Regions from separate parts of the Sus scrofa genome. Here region 2 is linked to region 1. A link is a contact called in public Hi-C data. All regions are on one chromosome and are shown on one strand. Each heading gives the region's core, a stretch centred on a gene start, on an enhancer-like site or on the middle of the called end of the contact. The rest is flanking DNA. Distances are from core to core; before and after follow the strand shown. Region 1 holds the start of PDE7A (high affinity cAMP-specific 3',5'-cyclic phosphodiesterase 7A). Region 2 holds the start of MTFR1 (mitochondrial fission regulator 1).

Region 1 (2,774 bases), core at 24-2,523:
CGACAAATCAAGCTCTGCACCCCCCTCCCCACCCGGCCCAGTATATCGTATGGTTCTGCTTTTCTTTTTCTTTCTTTTTTTCTTTTCTGGGGATGTGCCTGCAGTACATGGATGTTCCCAGGCTAGGGGTCCAATCAGAGCTTCAGCTGCCGGCCTACACCGAAGCCAAAGTAACGTGGTATCTGAGCTGAGTCTGTGACCTACACGACAGCTCAGGGCAACTCTAGATCCTTAACCCACTGAGCAAGGCCAGAGATTGAACCTGCATCCTCATGGTTCTTAGTTGGGTCCACTATAGCTGAGCCACAGTGGGAACTCCAGTTCTGCTTTTCTGAAGAATGCTAATATACTTTCCAATACGATAAAGTATACTGTGAAGAGTTGAAGTTCTGGTCTTGAGAAACCACATGGTTTGGTGAAAATGCATGGCTCTGAGGTCATACAGAACAGAGATTGGTGGCACAAACAATTTAGGGTCTTGAAACCTGACTCCCCATCTGTAGAATTGCGATCAAGTTTTTACTTACGTAGGAGTTCCCATAGTGGCTGTTGTGTAGGGTTAAGTTGAAGATTGTATGTAGAATACCCATAGTGTTTCACAGTGAATACATAGTACATATTAGCTCACCTCTCTGTTGGAGGGAGATGCATTGGTTAGTGCCCTGAGTCCTATTGAATGACTTAATGGAACAGAGTCACTTCAGCATATATTGTCTAGTATCACACCAATACTACCTTCTGGGTGTTTAGATGACACAAAACTCAACATTATTTGAGGTAAGTTTTGCCATTTATCTGTGGGAGATTTAAGGCAAGTTCTGACTCCGAGCCCAGCTTCAATTTAGAAACTATTACTCTACGGGGTTTTTGTCAGAAGTAAATAAGAGAAAATACAGAGGATGCTCCATACATCTACTGGATGTTGTGGGAGTAATTGGGGTTTCAAAGATGAGTTGGGTAAGTTGGTGTGAGACAGGCTGGAACTGCGGACCTGGGACCCTTTGCTGCAGTGCTTACACCTGAACAAATGCTGCAGTTGGGGCAAATTATGAATAACAAGATACAAAAAGACCCAAACTCAGCTGAGATATTGAGAGCAAAAGCAGGGTATCGCACATGATCCCTGCATCCAGCAGGAGGATCTGCCCCTACCCTGACCCCATTTAAGGGACCAACTCCCCACACACCCACCCACTCCCAGGAGCCAGCAAAGGAACTGGCTTGTTTTCACTCTCTCCTGCTGCAGCGAATAAAGCCTGGCCTCTTATCAATTTCTATTGATTAAAGAGTCCAAGAACCTGGGTGGTTAACAGGGTGCTAAAGGGGAGCTTACTATCAAGTGAAGAAAAAAATCCATGAAACCACAATGGAAGTTATATTCTTTTAATAGTAGAGAGCAGGGTTCCAGTCATGGCTCAGTGGACTGGTATCCGTAAGGTTGCAGGTTCAATCCCTGGCCTCCCTCAGTGGGTTAAGGATCCAGCATTAAGGATTAAGGATCCTGCGTTGCTGTGAGCTGTGTTATAGGCTGCAGACGTGGTTGGGTCTTGCATTGCTGTGGTGTAGGCCAGGAGCTGCAGCTCCAATTTGGCCCTTGCCTGGGAACCTCCATATGCCACGGGTGAGGCCCTAAAAAGCGCCCCCCCCCAAAAAAAATAGTAGCGAGCAGAAAAGTAGAAAATTACCATGAGGAGGTAGAAAGTTTTAAATGCTATAAAAGAAACAGATGCCATGGAAAGATGATAAAAGGTCTTGCAGACTTCTGTTGATTTATGGGATCATGAGCATATGATACCTGATCTCACAGGCACGGGCTAGGCAATACTTCCAAAGACCTGCCACCTTGCCAGTGGCTGGTCATAGCACATAACTGGAAGAGTGGGTGCTTTGAGAGAGGAGCCAAGTCAACAATTTTGCCGGCAGGGGAGTGCTTGTTCAGGCTGACATCCCAGAAGCTGGAATGCATTTGAAACAAAAGCTTGCAGCTGAAAATCTTTGACAGTTTTGGGGAAAATGTGACAAAATAAACCTACAAATTACATATCCAGTTTACAAACTAGGTCGAAAAGTTCTTTTATTTTCTCCCACCTTCTCAAAATCAAAGCCAAGAAACAAAAACACTTTTGGTAAAAGGGTATGCAGTCTCCTTTCCCCTTTGTCTTCTCATGTTCATCCTTTCTCATTTTTTCCAGTGCGTACTCTCACTTCTTTCTCAGTCTCGGTGTTTTCCCACCAACCCCCTCCCCGCCCCCTCCTCACGCCCGCATTCTCTGCTCGGCTCTTAGCCCCTCAGCCCGGGACAGCCCGGGCCCCCCGCACCTGCTAGCGGGGAGCCCGAGCCAGTCCCCGCCGAGAGACTGGCAGTGACGTAGCGGGGAGGACGGTGCCCGCGCGGCCCGCTGACGTCACTGCCGCAGCGGTCCCCAGCGAAGCCCAAGAATGGGAATTCAAGGAGGGAAACGCGGCGGTGACCCCAGGGTCAGGGCTGAGCGCTCCGAGTGGGCCGCGTGCTTTGGGTCTCTGGAGTCAAAAGGCCAGAATCGCGCCTCCTGCGTAGGCTGATCCCACCCACCCTACACCCTCAGTGCGCCCCAACGCCAGAGTTTAGCGATAAGGGGAATGTCCCTAAACGGTGGGGCCTCATGCGCAAGCGCCTAGGCTGGGGAGCAGATAAGGGAAAGAGATGGAGGGGGCTGCAGGATGAGGATTGGTGGGGGAGGAGAGCAGCGTGCGGCGGGAGGGGACAGCGACAGAGCCTTACGGTGCGACACAAG
Region 2 (2,700 bases), core at 187-2,686, 190 kb after region 1:
CACCTTTGTTTTCAGGTAATGAAACTCTACCTTCGGAGAACTACCCACAGTCTTGCAGCGCAAACTAAATTAGCGCTATCTACACGTTCAAAAGTGCCTTATTTTACTCAACTTCTCCACAAAGCAAATGACTGGAAAAGAAGTACAATTGCTGATCATGAGGAAATATGTACAAGAAATGAAATATGTCTGAGATATACTTCAAAATAATCGGGGCGGGGGAAGGAGCAAGCCTGGCCAGTTACTGATTTTAAATTGGGTAATGGGTGCACGGAGCTCTCCTACTATCCTCGTGACACTGGAGAGTCTGAAGACTCCCATAATAAAAAGTGCTGTTAAATGTCCAAAGGTCGAGGTGTTTTCTGTTTTCCTTTGGGGCTTAATGCAAATCCCGGTCCCGGTCGGGAAGACAAAGTGGCAAGTTCTAAGAGGCGAAAAGTGAAACGGGGACGCCGGCCAGCTGAGGCTGGTTACGCCTCCCAGGCGGCCCAACAGGTATGCTCCTCCCTCCCAATCCCCGAGGCCCGGACAGGAGGAGCACCCGCCGAGTCACGCCACCGAACCCCCGGGAAAGCGCAACACCCAAGGGAACTGCCGCAAAGGCCCTTCCCTGGGCCGCTGCCTGACTGCCGGCGCGCGAACTGCCGGCTCCCGACGACCGACCAAAGGCCGGGGGAGGAAGGGGGCAGCGATGGGGAGAATAGGTGGGCGGGTGGGTGAGTCCTGCCTTGCCCGGCAAGTCGGCCGAATTCGCTCCGCTCCGCCAAAGCTCCAGCCCCAGCAGGGCCCTCGGCCAGCACGGCCGCCCCCGGACATCTCCGCCTCCCTTCAGCCGCGGCGCGGACACCCCACCGGTACGCGGAGCCCGCCGGCCTCCCCGAAAACCCAAACCCGGCTCCTTCACCTCCTACCCTGAGTGTCACCAAAGGTTCCCGCCGCCGTCCCCGGGGCGCCTCCTCGACCCCAAGCCAACCGCTTTCCAGAGTTTTTACCTCACTCTACCTCCGGCGCGAGGCAGCCCGCCGGCTTCTTCAGCTACTCCACCTTCCAGCTTGACCGTCCCGGGGCGTTGCTGCCAATCACCCAATCTCCGCCCCGAGCCCGGGCGAGGCTCACCAATCAACGGCTCCCTCCGGCCTGGAGGCGGGAGCCGCAAGCGGAAGGCCAGAAGATCGCTGCACGAGCCTGGAGCGGCCTCTCGCAGTGTGCGCACGCGTTGGGCTCGGCTATCGCGTGGGCTTTCCCGTGGACCTTGCTTTTTGTCCTCAGTTCTCTGCCTTGGCAAGTGCTTTGTAAACTTCAACCTCAAGAAAGACCCACATTCTGAATGTAGCCCCAAGTGTGTATTACCTTGAAAGAAGATGTGAATCTTAGCCCTTGTTAAGCTAATAAATGAGCTGTTTCATCTCGCGGTGTAGCAACTTGTGCTCACCCAGCCTTTGCGGACTTCGTATCTCGGGTGTGTTTGTCTAGGGGAAGTAGGGCTGTCGGATTGTACAAAGTGCCTGAAGGGTTAGGATTTTACTTTACCAAGTCTTCGGTTCTAACATGTTTAAGTTTTATTCGTTGGGACACGTGATTTTTAGTAGCTGAGTATCCCAAGACACTCTGGGTTCAATTCATTCTCTCTTGAAAATATGATCATTGCACTTAATAGCTAACAATATATTAAGCATGGTAATATGGGTAGGACTGACAAAAGATTCATACGTAGAGCGGAGAAACCTATTTCTGTTTGGCTTTTCAAGAGCCTATTGCTGATTGGCTGTTTCTCTTACCCTCCCATTGTAATTGATCCCAGAGGTCGTAAGCAGACAACAGAGCTCTGAAGTTTTTAATCCGGGTGCCCAAGTCTCTCCCTGGCGAGGCTTTCCCCCTTCAGCAAAAGCGTTAATTCATCTACTTAACAAGGGCTTGTTAGGGGCCCACTGTGACAATACAAAGATTTTAAAGAGCTTTGAACCACGCCCTCAGTGAGCCTACGGGCTAACAACAAGGTTAATTTATATAACCAAAAGTTGTAACCAGGTATGGAGGGGGCTGGGAAACCCGCCTAAGCCTGCCCGGGTTCTCAGGGAGTGCATCTGGAAGAAGAGAATGCTTGGGCTGGGGTCTGATGAAGCAGCAGAAGCATCTGAGCTCAAGGGGCAGGGGCAGAGCATGGCGATATATCTAACAAAGTTCACTTGTTGCTTATGAGATTTTCCTAGGGTGGATTTAGTGCGAAGCTAATGAAGCATCTGCCATTGACTTGCACCAGCTCTCTCCAAGAGCCAAGGAAGGGCCCCAGCACCTAATAATGCACATGATCATATGTAGTTTTCAACTCTTTAAAGGGGCCCCAGCACCTAATGCACATGATCATATGTAGTTTTAAACTCATATGTCTTAGAGCTGTCCTCAACAGGGATTGGCTAAGGCTTTTTTCCATGCCAATTTCCTTTCCTTCACACTTCCCTTCTAGGTGCCCTGGAGTGGCTCTGGGCTTTTGGGGGATCTGAGTGAGGGAAAGAGTTGAGATGGAACTGGAGCCACTTCCCTGATAAGTTATTTCTGACTCTCCTGGTGTTGGAATAGCTTCCAGGAAAACTCCTAGCTACACTCTATTCTATCTCATAAATGAATGTGTCCCAGGGCACCTGGCAGTAGATGCACATGGGTGGAGAAAGAGAAAAGAGTTTGAAATGTGCTGAGCCAAAA

What was found. A called contact is a pair of places that touch in the nucleus more often than the background predicts.
Region 2: a Hi-C map of skeletal muscle shows a contact between it and region 1, with 2.4 times the contacts expected there. The contact joins the promoter of MTFR1 here to the promoter of PDE7A in region 1. A contact is called at or near these places in 1 of 5 promoter capture datasets (fetal liver), 3 of 47 Hi-C or Micro-C datasets (fetal heart ventricle, heart right ventricle and skeletal muscle) and 1 of 2 datasets of contacts at active chromatin or transcription factors (alveolar macrophages).

Annotation. Positions count from the first base shown.
Region 1 is chr4:68,776,637-68,779,410 of Sscrofa11.1, forward strand. PDE7A (high affinity cAMP-specific 3',5'-cyclic phosphodiesterase 7A) reads left to right here and starts at 1,274. Exons shown (of 13, transcript XM_021089289.1): 1 at 1,274-2,774.
Region 2 is chr4:68,968,562-68,971,261 of Sscrofa11.1, forward strand. It overlaps MTFR1 (mitochondrial fission regulator 1), which reads right to left and starts at 1,437. Exons shown (of 7, transcript XM_021089295.1): 1 at 1,003-1,437.